Linked DNA regions of Mus musculus: all the other regions are linked to region 2. Evidence: chromatin contacts called from public HiChIP or PLAC-seq data. All regions are on one chromosome and are shown on one strand. Each heading gives the region's core, a stretch centred on a gene start, on an enhancer-like site or on the middle of the called end of the contact. The rest is flanking DNA. Distances are from core to core; before and after follow the strand shown. Region 1 overlaps Ank2 (ankyrin 2, brain). Region 2 overlaps Camk2d (calcium/calmodulin-dependent protein kinase II, delta). Region 3 overlaps Camk2d (calcium/calmodulin-dependent protein kinase II, delta).

Region 1 (4,830 bases), core at 1,712-4,211, 160 kb after region 2:
TTTTGTTTTGTTTTGTTTTGTTTTTATTCCAGAAAGATAGCACAGAGAAATTCAAAATGTAGAACAAAGAAAAGTCGCTGAGGAGGTAGACAAGAACCTTTTTGTGCCAAATATGGATACTTAGCCTACCCGCAGCCATCCCCTGCACTTGTTTTAGAAAAAGCCTTTTTCAGGGCTTTGAAATCAACTGTCTAGATTAGCAGTTCTCAACCTTTGAGGCACAACTCCTATGGTGGTCTCATGTCAGATGTCCTACATTTAAGATATTTATGTTGTCATTCATGACAGTAGCAAAATTACAGTTATGAAGTAGCAACAAAAAATAATTTTGTGGTTGGGCGTCACCTCAACATGAGGAACTGTATTAAAGGGTCACAGCATTAGGAAGGTTGAGATCCACTGGCTTAGGTAATTTTTATCAACTCTAAAACCATCATGAAAGTATAGATCTTTCCTAGCATAAAGGATGGCTTAGTTGTGTTGAGACTGCACTATTTGGTGCTAAGGTCCTTTTATGCCTTTTTAGGGCTCCTTTCTTCTGAGCTTAATATATATTCTGGCATTTGTACTAATCAGATATTTCTTAATATACCATTGATGACGAACGTTTTGCATTTCTTCAAGGCATGTGAATATGAAATGTTTTCGTATAATTAGTATATGTATTAATAGTGGCTATAATATCAGCCAGCTATTTTAAGCACATGGGTGATTTCAAGTTTCTTTCTTATTTCCCAGTTTTACTGGTCATTAGAGATTAAAAGTAAGAATGGCAAAGATACATAGACCTGACTTGCCTATATTTTCAATGGCAAGTGTAAATTTAGTGGACTAAAGATTGCAACCGAGTTCTAAATGTTAAGATGCTGCCATCCATACTACCTTTGTCCCTAAAGAGATTTTAGTTCCCTCGTGTAACAACATGGCAGCAATCACAAAAGACCAGAGGAGAGACTCACCCTCTTCATCAGAAACATCAAGGACCTCCGTCATTGTCTCAGGAACATTTAGCTTATGTTTTTCCGTGATAGTCTAGAAAGAGAGAAATCATTCATTTCAAAGTTAAAAACAAAATCAGACAAAAGATGAACAGAGCCACAGAGGAGACCCCTGTCTAACAGCAGCAGCAAGGCATCAAACCTCAAACACCCCCATCTCATCCACACGGACATTTAGAAACGGACTCTCTTTCATGAAGACACCTTTGCTCTCTCTGAAGATAAATGGCCAATGATTCCAGGAACATTGTACAAGAGAAGATTCATTACTGTTAGGCCCCATTTGAAAAATTGAGCCTTTAGTAATGGTGCTTGTAATTAGTCATACTGGGAGACCAAAGTAATGACTTCAAGACATCTCTAAGATGAACTAAGTCAACTTTCCAGAAAAACTTCACAATGAAGCATAAACATGCAATGTAGTCAAAGCAAAACCCATCAGAAAGATGCTGTAAACAAGGTAGGCTATGTAAATTATATGGAACACATGTCCGCAGATGTTCGAGGACCAGCGATAGAGAATAAGTCATCGGTATAGTGTTCACAGTCTATGGTTATAGTTTATTGCTTATTGGCTTTCTACAGTGCTCTCCTGAGTGACCAACAGCAAAGCATTTCATCCCTGATGTGGGATAAGGAGCATAGAGATCAGGGTCCTCTGGCTTCATGGCTTCCAGTTGTAGACTCATCTCACGAGCTGGAAGGCCTCAGCAAGTCCTTTAACTTGGCTATGCCTCAGTTTCCTTGTTGAAAACCACAGACTAATGTTCCATAAAGTAGTTATGAATGCTAATACAGGAGCATTGAGAGCAGTCCTCAGAATAGGCTAGAAGTTAACAAACATCATCTAGAGTAACTGGTCATTGTAATTGAAAACTATATTCATCTTCAGAATGACGGGCCTCAGAAGTTGTTAGTCACTTGTACAGCAAGGAATTCCATAATCGTTATATGCCAAACACAACACAGGGATTTCAAAATGGGGGGAAAAAAAGGCCTGGTACAAAGAGACAAATATCATGTGACTTCACTACTTGGAGAAATTGTTTAAAAGTCCAAATCATAGAAACAGATAGCAGAATCATGGTTACCAGGGGTTGAGCGCAGGCAAGAGAGGTGTGGGCTGGTATTCAATGGATACAGAATATCAATCAAATGAGAAGTGTAATGCATGACACTCCACACTGCTCAGATAATACCACGGTGTACTATACACTTGAAAAGGTCTTTTCTCCATCATTTTTCTGAGAGTGCCATATATCTCAGACTGGCCTCCAACCCAAAAACTTGCTATGTGCAAGGACAACCCTGTAACTCCGACCCTTCTATCTCCACTTCTCAAGAGCCTGGATTCCACATGTGCACCAGGATAACTTGTATGAAGAAGCATTTGGGATGGACCCCAGGGCCTTACACATATTAAGAAAACCCTGTACTAACTGAGCTATGTCCTTAGTCCTAGTATACTTGAAATTTTCCAAGACATTGTAGGTACTCTCTGCACATCCACCCACAAATGATGAGTGTACAATGTGACAATAAACAAATTGGCAGATTTAGCCATTTTCCCAATGTATACACATCTCAAATTATCACATTGCACACCAAGAATATGCACCATTGTGCCAATTTTAAAAGTGAGACTCCTCTATACAAAAAGAAACCTCACAGCTTTAAATATAAATAAAGCTCTTCGAGTTATACTTGAATAACTTGAATATACTTGAATATAGTCAAATGTGTAATTTAAAGTGCACCAGTAAATGTAGTGCACCAGTTGACAGTTAGGAGAACATGAAAAGAATAAACTCTTGACAAAGAGGAGAATGAAGCAGTAAAGCACCAGAGTGTGTGGAGTGTGTTGTGTAGACGTCTGTGCTTTGTTCTACAGGTACTAAAAACTTGTTTCAGTGAGGACAATGACTCAGTCACTGGGTTGTTGCCAAATCAGAAAAGGCCAACAGATTGCCAAGAGACTATGAAGGGATACAAGAGACATGGGCCAAGAACAACAGGACTGAGTCAATCAGAAGTGGTGAGGCGCAAGTCTTTTGCCAACTGTTCTTTTAAAAAAAAAATTATCTGGCCTGGCAGTGGTGCCGCACACCTTTGATTCCAGCACTTGGGAGGCAGAAGCAGAGGCAGGTAGGTTTCTGAGTTCAAGGGCAGCCTGCTCTACGTAGTGAGTTCCAGGACAGCCAGGGCTATACAGAGAAACCCTGTCTCGAAAAACAAAAACAATCAAACAAAAAAAGATTAAAAAAAAAAAAAACAAAAAGAAGATTAAAAAAATATTTACTTATCTAATGTATATGAGTATGCTGTCTTCATGCACACCAGAAGAGGGCACTGGATCCCAATACAGATGGGTGTGAACCACCATGTGGTTGCTGGGACCTTTTGAACTCAGGACCTTTGGAAGAGCAGCCAGTGCTTTTAACCACTGAGCCATCTCTCCAGCCCCAACTTTTTTTTTAATAGCAAATGTGCTTTCTTTTGTTTTCAGAACAACACTAAGAAAAATGTCTTAGATGACCTATTGTGAGGTAGCAAACAGGGACAGGCAGGTAGGCAAGCCTTACTTCCCAGTCCCTGCTACCCACATGCTGGATGGTTTGTTTCTCTGTCATCGTGGGTTCTGCCTCTTATGCTCTGGACATTTTGTACATATTCCTTTCTCTATCATAAACCTTTCCTTAGACTATTAGATATGATTTACACAGAGAAATACTTCCTGATATACCCCCAATAACTTTATTTAATTCTATGTACGTATACACACACAACAATGTATGGCTCAGTCTCTCAAAGAAGAGTGGGAGTCATTTCAGAGATAGTCATTTCTGAAATTTTATATACATATATATATTATATATATAATTTGATATTTGGTGTGATAAAATTATGTTAAAATATATTTTTAGAGTGACAAAACAGGTTTTCTTTGAGTGGAATCTTTGTTTAAAGACAATGCAGAAAGTAAAAGGTCAGAGAATCTCATGGTGTATAGGTAAAGGCACAATTGAAGCTCATGTTAGCAAGTCCAGCCTGCCTATGACTCTTGGCATGTTTACATAAGACCACAGGTATTGACTTAATGAAAGCAAACTAAATCAATGCTGTAAGAAAGAGAAATCCAAGGCCCAATGATATCACCAAGATTAAACAGCAGATAAGCATCTATGAGGTGAACAAATGTAACGGGCTTCTATAATGCAGTATTTTATTTATTATTAGTTGAGCATTTCAAATTTGAGCTATAATTTTAGCTCAATTAAATTATAAACTGTATATTATAGACTTAATCTCTAGCTGTCCATTAGAATTATGAAAAGCAGTTTTAAAATATCTTTGAGCAGAAAACATGGCTCAGATGGTCTAATGCCTGTTACAGAACCGTGAGGATCTGAGTTCAGATCTCCGGCACCCATGTCAAGCCCGGGTGCAGGGGCACACACTTATGATGCCAGAGCTGGGACACGGAGAGATCCTAAAGCTCACTGGGCAGCCAGAATAGCTAAATCAATGGACTCCAGGTTCAAGGAGAGCTTGCCTGGAAACCTAAGATAGATAGGAATTGAAGAGGACACTGTCTATATGGACCTCTGACCTTCAATTGTATATACACACACACACACACACAATTCTGCTGCTAGAGTCTCAACACACAATAATAATAAGTCTCCATTCTGGGTCAAGGATGGTGGCGCACGCCTTTAGTCCCAGCACTTGGGAGGCAGAGGCAGGCAGATTTCTGAGTTCGAGGTCAGCCTGGTCTACAGAGTTCCAGGACAGCCAGGGCTACACAGAGAAATCCCTGTCTCGAAACAAA
Region 2 (5,000 bases), core at 1,424-3,923:
TCATTTTCAGCTCAAAGATAAATTTAGGAATTAAAAAATCTAGGCCTGTGAATATGTGCAGCAAACAATCCCAGTGTTGGGTTTTTCCTGCTTCTATGTGTATAATTTGTTAATTGTTAGACTATCAAAAGCTAACAGGGATACGGTAGCTGGTACTTGTTTCCCAGTTAACTAACATGAAAACGCTGAAGCTAAAGTGTATTCTAGAGAAAATACACAGAGAGTTTAAATAATTTTTTTTTAATTTTGGGAAGGTAAAGCACTTAGAAATTTTAAAATTTATCATCATCATTAATGTGTATGGGTGTTTTGCCTACATATATGTCTGTGTACCATGTACATGGCTGGTATCGTCAGAGGTCAGAAGAAGCAGTCAGATACCCTGGAGCTGGATTTATAGAAGATTCTTAGCTGGCTTATGGGTGCTGGGAATTAAACCTGGATCCTCTGGAAGAGTAGTCACTGGTTTTAATCACGAAGCAATCTTTACAGGCCCAAGAAGTGGGTATTTTAGAATAAATGCCTTCTACATTAGAAACAGTATAGTAACTTTTGGAAACATTCCTACATATAAATTTAGTGATGGATTTCTAGTCTTATATTTGAACCAAATCCTATAAATTGCTAAGGCAATAAACTCCTACTCTTTGAGGAGTGTTATTTTAAACGATAAAATAATAGAAGCTATTCTCTCCAGTGTTAACTAACACAAAATTGCTGAAGTAAAAACTAAGTCACTAAGAAACAAGCTGTTAATTGCTCAGAGAGGGCTAAGCATGGCTGGGTAGATAGGCACCTTTTCTATAAAACTACCAGCAGCGTGAAAATGATCCTAATTTGTATACTTGCCTAATGTAAGTGTTCCCAAGGGTGATTTTTGTTAATGGCAGCATGGAAAAAGACAATAAAGCCATGGGGCTCCCAGATGTGTGAAACTGATGCAGTAATTAATTGCAGACCTGGCCCAGTCACCTTGCCAGGGTGAGTTCAAAGGCATTTAGGTGGCTCATTTAGGTTTATGATTTCAAAATATTGAATCAATCACTGTGGGCTCTAACGGAACAGAGGTTAGTAATTTGAATAGCAAGTGGGGACCTGAGGCCCTTGATGCTCATGTTCCGGCCCAGTCCAAATTTGCCAGGTGGCTTAGCAAGTCATTCCATCTCCCTGTCCTTCAAGTGTTGGGGAGCCAAGTGAATTCCCTGTGAGAACTGTAGCCAGGAGTTAAACTAAAGTGCAGTGTGTGTATGGGAAAAGACTGCATAGACTTACATAGTGTCATCGAAGAGCAAGGACCCGTAGGCAAGCTCCAAACGAAGCAGATCAGTTTTGTTCCAACGTGCAGCTTTTAATTCCTGAGTAAATAATCTTTAGACACAGCCCAATAAAACACTGCAACATAGAACATTCTGCAAGCATCCTGGTGAAAAGCTGCATTGCAGGCAGTTAGATGCCCAGGTCAGTTACCTCAATAAGCTCATTAATCTCAACTGCAAGCAAATACAAAACCTCAAGCTCGTATAGTTGGGATGTTTCCTTTACACCCTTTCTTTTCTTGAAACAAAACAGCATCTTTCAACGTTGCCTGGAAACTCCTAGATTTTCCCACTGTGCCCAAATGTATCTGTCCTGACTCTGTCATGTAACATCTGCAGTGGTCCTTCTCTGTGATCCTTCTGCTAACTTCCACATCCAGATTGCTATCAGAGAAGCAGCTGGGCATCTTCTGGGTAGCTGGCATGTATTATGACTTGAAATGCACACTATATTTTATATAGATTGTCTGGGTATTGTTCATATACATGCATATTTAGAAACATGTGGCTTAGTTCCAAGTGTGTGAGTACAAAGTGATCACTTACTCATTGGGCGATGAAGTACAAACACAGCGAGGTAAACATAGCTGGGTGTGGAGCCCTCAGGAAGGGCAGCAATGCCAAGGAGATAACCTATGAGCAGGGCGCGGCAGAGGAGATATCCAGGCATCACTGCAAGATGTCAGAAGAAAGGAATATAGAAGGAAGACACCATGCCATCCAAGATTAAGGACCAGGCAAAGAACATTGTCCTGGAGGTGGCTGAAGACCAGGTGCTAAGTGAGACAGAAAGTTGGAAGAGTGAAGGCAAAGTTGGAAAAGTGCACAGGGATGGATGATTTTTGACTTCTGAGCAGTAGAGACCCCAGAGCCCTAAAGAGAGGGCATGAATGGTTCCACTGTAGTGAAGGCAGAATGGGAGAGTGGGGGAGATGATCCTGGAGACAGGAACTTGTGAGAGCCTCGATCAGATCAACAGCAATGGGCCCTGAAAGAAAGGACTGTCAGAAAGATTCAGCAGTGAGACCTTCTTGGTTCATTTTAGGAGGGACTAATCCAAAAGGAGGCACCTGGCTTCTGGCAGGAGCAGCTCAGTAGACTGTGCTCACTGGTCAAGGTGGAAAGTGCAGACACAGCAGGTTGAGCCAGAAACAGAACTGAGTCTGAGATGCCGTACACCTAGCAATGTTTAGAATATGGTGAGCTGGAGGAAACAGTAATACAGAGATGGAAAGATGAAGACTCAGTGGCAGAGATTGGGAAATCCTCAGCATGTGGTTAAAACCAGAGTGAATGCGCTTGCCATGAACTATGAAGGCTGAGAGTGTGCTCTGGGAAACATCAGAAGTACCAAAGAAAAGTAATGACTCATGGATGATTGGATGTGGGCACAAGGGAACAGTGGAGTCCTAGTGGGAGCCTTGGTAAACTGTGGTTCCATTAGTAAGAAGGAGAAAATATGGGGAAGGAAAGGAGTTTGATGGTTAGTTCCAGATGAGTCAGACGGGAAAGTCACTTCTTTCATCAAACGAGGCAGGTTACTTCCATCTAAATGTATCTTACTAGGTTCTTATGGGACAGATTTAGATGCTGAGGGCTGAACCTGGGGCCTCTTGCAATCTAAGCACACGCTTTGTTATTGAGCTACATCTTCGGTGCCATTTCATATTGCTTAAAGGCTCCATCTGACACCAAATAAAGTAATGTTGTGCATTGGAGAGACTACTGGGCTGGGAATTATAAACTCAGTTGGTTCATTCAAATACTTATTGGACATTTTCTCTCATCCTGGGACAATGCTAGATACTGGTATGGCAATGGTGCAGTGCCTGCCACTCACAAAGAAGCAGAAGAAACTGACAATTGGATGAGCATGTAAAGACAAGGGCACTAATTGATTTTTAAAAATCAAGTGTAGAATGTGTAGATTTATAATATCCTTTGAACCTAACCTAACATGAAAGCCAAGGAAAGTTTTATTTTTAATTAAAACATAATTATGTCGTTTTCCTCTTTCCAACCCCTCCTACCCACACCTTGCTTCCTCTCAAATTTATACTCTCTTTCCTCTTCATTACTGTTTGTACACAACACACACATACACACACACACACACACATGTATATATAATATGTATATATAATATGTATTATATATACATGTGTGTATATGTATATGTGTGTATATATGTAATATATGTACATACACACATATATGTATATATATAAAATCTTCAACCTGCTCAGTCCATTTAGTATTACTTTTCTGTACATGATTTCAGGGCTGACCACTTGTTATAAGATAACCACTTGGGGAACTCCTGCCTAGAGATGGAAATGACTGTTCTTTCACTCTTGGTCTTCCTCAGTTATTTGTAATTCTTTGTTTAAAGGTAAGGCCCAGTAAGCTTTGCCCCTTCTGCTGATGCTATTCAGGTCTTTTTAAAGGAGAATCAGTTGAGATCTGTTTTTGTTTTTATTTTTGTTTTGTTGTGAAACATGTAGAAACACGAGTGTGGGAAGTTTATTCAGACAGGAAAGCACATATCCAAGGCTCAGAATAGGAGGATGCAGGGGCATCTTGACTTGCTGGGAGCATCATGAAACTAAAACAGCCTTTGAGTAGGTCGGGTGAGACCTGATTGGGATCTAGACTGTGACATGTTTTGTAATCTCTTTTTGAATGTTAACAACAATGTAAAGCTCATAGAAGCCTTCAAGGAGAACGTAATCGGAAGAGAGAGGCATATGTAAACACCTGAATGTGTTATAAGGAGGAAGGGGAAGATCTGAGTTACTCACTGGAACTCAGGTAGGAAGCTTGCTAGGGAGCCTGGACAGGAGAGAGTACTAGACTCACAATGATGCAGGAGAAGTGGACCAGTGTGGAAATCATGCAGATGAAAGCAACAGAATTTGATGGAGTAGATAAGATACAATATTTTCTCTGGTTCTTGGCCTCATTCTTGTTTATACACGTAGAGAAAGATCCATTGAAAAGCAATTAGGTGTATGTAACAGGAATATGGTGGCCCTATATGACAAACTACTGAACAGGAAAGAATTGAATCTGTAAGTTCTGCTTTCTTCAGTGTCAGTGATCCGAAGAGGCAGCAGATCAGTATCTCAATGACAACTGGCACTGCCACTCTCTCCAACCAGTAGATTGTGTAGGGAAGGAAGACCTGAGAAACCAGGAAGTGAGTCACTGCAGGCTTGTCCCTCTGGGCATGTAAGAAGCTTTGTCTCTGAGAGTCACAGCATTGCTTGAAGCTTCTCTTCTCTGTCTCCTTCATGGTCCCTCTTGGGATTTCCCTCCCTAGCAGCTCTGTGCACTTTGTATTCTCTCTTGAGACCTTACAATCTGTCCAGGACATCACCTGATTAGAGGGTGTTCATCTACGAGTTTCTGTGCACAGTAAGAAGTGCAGATGTCATCTCACCTGTCTCTTCTCATCGGCAGTCATGGACCTTGACAAGCTTAATGCAGGGAGTTGTATTTGAAGTGGATGAAATATTCAAGTGATGCTTTTAAAATGGGCTTTGAGGTAGAGTTGGGAAGGAAGGAGCTGCAGATCTCTGAGTGCCTGTGATGGTGACTGTGTTCCGACACTAGACCCTAACAGGCAAAGCTGAAAAGCAGAACAGAGTCTCTCGCACGGGACCGTCTTTCAACCTCTGGGGG
Region 3 (5,046 bases), core at 358-2,857, 190 kb before region 2:
GGACCACCTAAAATGTGAGCTGCTACCCTCAGGAAAGGAAAATGCAGAGGCCCCTGGCCTCTACCTATACTGTACTACACTCTGTCTAGTATAGTAACCTTGTGATAATCAAAGTAAGGCTGTTGTTAAAGCTGTTGTCTGTGAAGATCAGACAGGAACTAGGAGAGGGGAAGGGGAGAGGGAAGGAATGGAAGTGAAATCAAACTGGAGAGAGGTCTTTTTGGAGGGGTTGAGATGTGTACACCTTGGTATTTTTCAGTTGTGTGAATGCTGTTAGCAAAGAGACAGGGAAGGAGTTTGGTGCAAATCTATTGCTTAGGGAACATTCCGTCCTTCTGTATTAGATCCATCAAGGAATGCAAGGGAACTTCTGTTTTGTTTTAAATAGAACTCAGAGGTTGAAGTGCTCTCCCAGTATGACCGTCTCACTTGCTTTGCTCTAAGGTGATTCTCTTCTCAGTTCTGTTCAGTGACACCCAATGCCTCTTGGTGCATTTTAATGCTCATCTTGATTAAAAAAAACAGAGAGAGATATTAGAATTTAAGAGGACCCTGTGATTGTCATTGCCACTTTTATACCTTAACCAATATAGGTGCATTAAATGTCTCTCCAAATTTAAGTAACTTTTGAAAAGATTCTCCCAGTTTCCCTTAACACCTAAATTTGACATTACTTTGGTTGAAGCCATTACTTTCTGGTTTGTCCTCAGTAGACATGAGGGTAGCCGTTAGCATTCCCAGAACAATAAGTAGTACAAAATTCTGGAACATGAAAAGACCCCCTCTCAGCTCTCCCCTCACATCCCGAACACACCTAGCGCTTTCACCTACCTTTCTTTTCCAACCCTGTCATTCTCCACGTGAGCTTCTGTTTTCAGTTCTCTGCACTGCCCTCAGATGTCAAGACTTAACCAGGCCTGGCTCTCTAGCACACACCTAGGAGCGAAGAATAAAATAAGCAGCTTAGCTCCGAGTTTCTAAGTGAATTTTCTATTCAGCATCCCAGTAATGTGCCCTCCTTTGCCTGTCCTGCCCATCGCCTGTTTGCCCTCTGGTGCGCACAAGCAACATCCTTATTTTGACTATCACAAGCCAACTGTGTCACAGGCTGAGTGTGTTAGCACAAGGGACTCTGCGCTTTCCATTCCAAGAACAGGGGCTTGCTATCATATTTCACCCACATTTGTTTTGGTCCGAGATAGTTTTCCTACTGTGTTACACTCATTACCCAGAGCCAGCTCTCACCTGTGCTTGCTCTGTGTTGGATGGTGAAACAATTTTGAGTGAACAGCAAACACCTGAATAAGTATAGCGATGAATAAAACCCATTGTCATATTTTAATCCGCTAAAGTAGTCATGTTACAAATGCTTTATTGTCTGTGTACACTGGAACTTCAAAGACTTCGTTTCTGCCTAGACGCTTGGTAGTGCAGCCGTCTTCTGTCTTGTTACTTCCATGAAGGCTTACTAACAGGCTAACCTCAGGTTGGAAATGATTGTAATCCAGACAGTCATGCCTTTCCATTCTCTTATATGCTAATGAGAAAGCAAGCAGCTTTGCATCTGTTGCATTATGTGTCTTCCCGAGGAAATGTCACATGGTACTAAGCATGGGGACAAGGTTCAGCCACACATCATCCACACCCTAAAACTCACCCCTTACTGGGTGGCCTCCTCTTCCCACTTCAAAACCTTTGTAGAGTGAAAATCACATTGAGCCTTAGAGCCTTCTTCCATGTTACTTTCTCTGTTTCTTGCTAACTATTTACCATTTTGGATATTCAGTCATAGGTAGGTAGGATTATTTAAATCTTCTAAATGTTTTTTTTAAATAAATTAACTCCCTTATGTGTGTGTGTGTGTGTTTCTGTGTGCATGTGGAAGTCAAAGGGCAGAGACAACTTATAGGAGCTTATTCTCTCCTACCGTGATGATTCTGGACATTGAACTTGGTTCTAAGGCTTGGCAGCAAGCACCCTTAGCCATGGGGTGATTTCATTGGCCTACATCAGCATTTAAGTAAATTGTTTACTGGGGATGTCACTGAAGTCAGTCGTTTGTATCATAAATAACTGGAAACTCAGTACCTTTAGAAAAGAACTCCTAAACCCTCTTAACCTACCCTTACCTCACTGAAGTTCCAGCAGGGTTGGTGATTGTATTGCTTACTTTTTCCTTCAGTGTAGTAAAGTGCCTGATAAGACACAGCTTGAGGGAGGAGATGTTTATTTTGGCTCCTGGTTTGAGGAAATCCAGTCCACTGTGGCAGGCAAGGCTTGGTGGAGGTGAGAGCCGGAGGCAGTTGGTTGATCACATCTGGGTGGATCAGGAAGCAGAAAGTGGGCCATGATGGGATATCTGGTCCCGCCCCACCTTCCTCTTTCATTTGGTCTCTGCTCCAGCTAACGGTGAGATCCCATCCACACAGGCACACTTGGAAGATCGATCACCACCTTGTGCATTGTAAAAGTGCATTGGCCCTGACAATGAGCAGTACAGTGGCCCTAAAGACCTTTTACCCCGACCTGGGCCAGTTCACCCCTTCTTAGGCAACCTGGTGGTCCCCTGCTCCTGGGAGGTCACTATATTGATGCCGAACTTAGTGCGGATACCCAGTTGGCATAGCACACTACAGCTTAGAACTCCTGGACTCAAGTTATCCTTCTGTCTCAGCTTCCCAAGTAGCTGGGACTACACGTGAATTATGGTAAATATTTATGGGATTGCTGCAATCTTAATAGAAATACTATCAAAATACTTATTTCCACAACTGAACATCAGCATTTATAGGATGTGATATAAATCTGAGTGAGAGTGTGAGGGGGGGGGGATTTTAAAATGTTAATGGCGATCCTGTAGGAGGATCAGCAGTCTCAATTAACTTGGACCCCGAAGATCTTTCAGACACTGGATCACCAACCAGGCAGCATACATCAGCTGATACTAGGCCCCCAACACATACAGAGCAGAGGACTGCCGGGTCTGTATTCAGTCAGAGAAGATGCACCTAACCCTCAAGAGACTGGAGGCCCCAGGGAGTTTAGAGGCCTGGTGAGGTGGATAATGGGGTGGGGACATCCTCGTGGAGACAGGGGTTGGGGAGGAGGTATGGGATGTGGAACAGTTGGAGGGTAGATCAGAAGGGGAGTAAAATCTGGAGTGTAAAAAAAATGGTAATGACATGTGAACAAAAAAAAGACCTCTTACCCCTTTAACATTGTGTAACACTTTCTCTGAGTCACTAATACCTAGTGTTATTACATGCCTACCTCTAGCCACTACTAAATATGGCTGGCTACAGAAAGGAGATTGGATCCTATAGATCTATATGCTCTTATTTGGCTTAGATCTGCGTGATTCCTTGGAAGCTAGTATAGGTAGAAAATACCATCTGTGTCCTTCCTGTCCAGCCTGGCAACAACTGGACCATGTAGCCACGTAGCCAAGGATTATTTAAAATGTATCTATTTTGAACTGAGATTTGATTTAAATATAAAATACATGCTCCGGTTTTGAAGATTTAGGGTGTACTATAGTGCTTTTATATTTTCATACGGAGTCCATGTTGAAATAAGAGATTTACAATATATCTATTAAATATGTCATTAAATTGATTCCTTGTATTTCTTTCTTTTTTTTTTTTTCCATATGGCCAACAAGCAATTTAAAATTAAATCTCTGGTTTGCCTCTGTGGTTTGTACTAAACTTCCTTTGGGCAGTGCTGTCCTTAACAAACCTTGACAAATGATGCATAGGCTGTATCTGGCCGGTTTTTAAGGGTGAGAAGTGTGAGCAAAAGTGACCTCTTGTGCCATGCAGGGTTTCCATGGTTGCTAGCTGGTCCTTAGTATGTGACCTTTGCTCTCTCCTGTTCTGAAGAAGTTGAGGGCAGAAGTCACAGTCCTTACCTCCCAGCAGCTTACAATTGAAGGAAAGGAACATCTAAGACTAATGTAATTAAGTGATAATAGTCTTTTGAGTCTGTTCAGACATGGTATGAAACTACACGGACAGAAATGTTCGTTTTATGCAGAAGAGTGATCCCGTTCTGACCCTTGCATCTGCTTTCTCAAGAGTGGCTTTTCACATCCAGGCTGCTACCTGGGGACTGCAACCTGCAGCTGGTGAATGGTGAATAGTATCTCACTCCTGGAGAGTTAAGCAAACAAGGGCGGGCAGGCATAAAGAATAGCTCTGTTGGGGATTAGTGAGATTAATTACCTGGATGGGACACAGTGTTTTCATTTGAACCCATAGGCGATAAGACTGCCAAAAAGCTCTGTCCTGGGAAGAGAGGAGAGGCTCCTGGGCAGAACACTGTAGTATGGGTTTAGAAAACAAATCATTAAGGAATATGCCAGTTTCTCTGCCATTTTCTTAAACTTGCATCATTAAATCTGCGCCATCAGCTGGCAGTGGTTGAGTAGAGTGCTTATCTAGAAGCTGCGAGCAGGGATTTTCGGGGAGTATCTGAGAATCTGAGAATGGACTTGGGAATCTTCCCTCAAGGCTGGCTTAGGGGCAACATGTTTATATTTTGGAACATGGTCTCTCTCTGTCTCTCTCCCTCCCTCCCTCCGTCTGTCTGTCTGTCTTTCTTTTAAATTTTTTTTTTTGAAGGTTTGATCGGAAGGAAATGGTTGTTTAAAATTGCTGTTTAGAGCTAAGAAGAATCTCTAGGATAAGTGGTTTAAGCTGGGGATTTAGAAGCAAACAGAATTTACACAACCTCCTCCCTTACCGGGGTATCAGGCCCCAGAACCTAGGAGACAAAGAAGTACGACTTTTTTTTTTTTTTGGTCTGTGTGTGCTTATGCCAATGTTCTCAACTAGAAGGACTTTTTCTCCTTTGACATTTATTACAAATTGATAGAATATAGTTTATATAAATTTCATTGACAAAAGTAAAGATAGGCATTGTGCAACTTTAAACTTATTAAAAATCAACCTTATATGGCAATGGAATGATTTCTTGTTTGTAACAGGCAGAACTTTGGAAATTCTCCTTGCCTTGTCTGGCTTTGGCCAATAACCCTGGAGTGAA

Evidence for each region. HiChIP or PLAC-seq counts read pairs in DNA pulled down with a chosen protein or histone mark.
Region 1: a FOXA1 HiChIP or PLAC-seq map of pancreatic cancer cells shows a contact between it and region 2. The contact joins two enhancer-like sites. A contact is called at or near these places in 1 of 484 Hi-C or Micro-C datasets (embryonic fibroblasts) and 1 of 115 datasets of contacts at active chromatin or transcription factors (pancreatic cancer cells).
Region 3: a contact with region 2 is called in a FOXA1 HiChIP or PLAC-seq map of pancreatic cancer cells. The contact joins two enhancer-like sites. A contact is called at or near these places in 1 of 15 datasets of contacts at CTCF or cohesin (the NIH/3T3 cell line), 5 of 484 Hi-C or Micro-C datasets (CD8 T cells, the HL-1 cell line, Th1 cells and 1 more) and 6 of 115 datasets of contacts at active chromatin or transcription factors (the 230-238 cell line, CD8 T cells, bone marrow-derived macrophages and 2 more).

What each region holds. Positions count from the first base shown.
Region 1 is chr3:126,987,185-126,992,014 of GRCm38.p6, forward strand. It overlaps Ank2 (ankyrin 2, brain), which reads right to left. Exons shown (of 48, transcript NM_001327938.1): 23 at 960-1,032. Among named protein-coding and RNA genes, the nearest start is that of Gm25501, 16 kb to the right of the region's middle. Within about 2 kb of position 2,962, at least 10 of the 459 cell types and tissues checked have an H3K27ac peak or open chromatin away from gene starts, as enhancers often do. A contact at or near this core is called in pancreatic cancer cells, where this site is marked.
Region 2 is chr3:126,825,463-126,830,462 of GRCm38.p6, forward strand. All of the region lies in intron 16 of Camk2d (calcium/calmodulin-dependent protein kinase II, delta), which reads left to right. Among named protein-coding and RNA genes, the nearest start is that of Gm15551, 160 kb to the left of the region's middle. Within about 2 kb of position 2,674, at least 71 of the 459 cell types and tissues checked have an H3K27ac peak or open chromatin away from gene starts, as enhancers often do. A contact at or near this core is called in pancreatic cancer cells, where this site is marked.
Region 3 is chr3:126,639,419-126,644,464 of GRCm38.p6, forward strand. The region is part of intron 2 of Camk2d (calcium/calmodulin-dependent protein kinase II, delta); the gene reads left to right. Among named protein-coding and RNA genes, the nearest start is that of Gm15551, 27 kb to the right of the region's middle. Within about 2 kb of position 1,608, at least 25 of the 459 cell types and tissues checked have an H3K27ac peak or open chromatin away from gene starts, as enhancers often do. A contact at or near this core is called in pancreatic cancer cells, where this site is marked.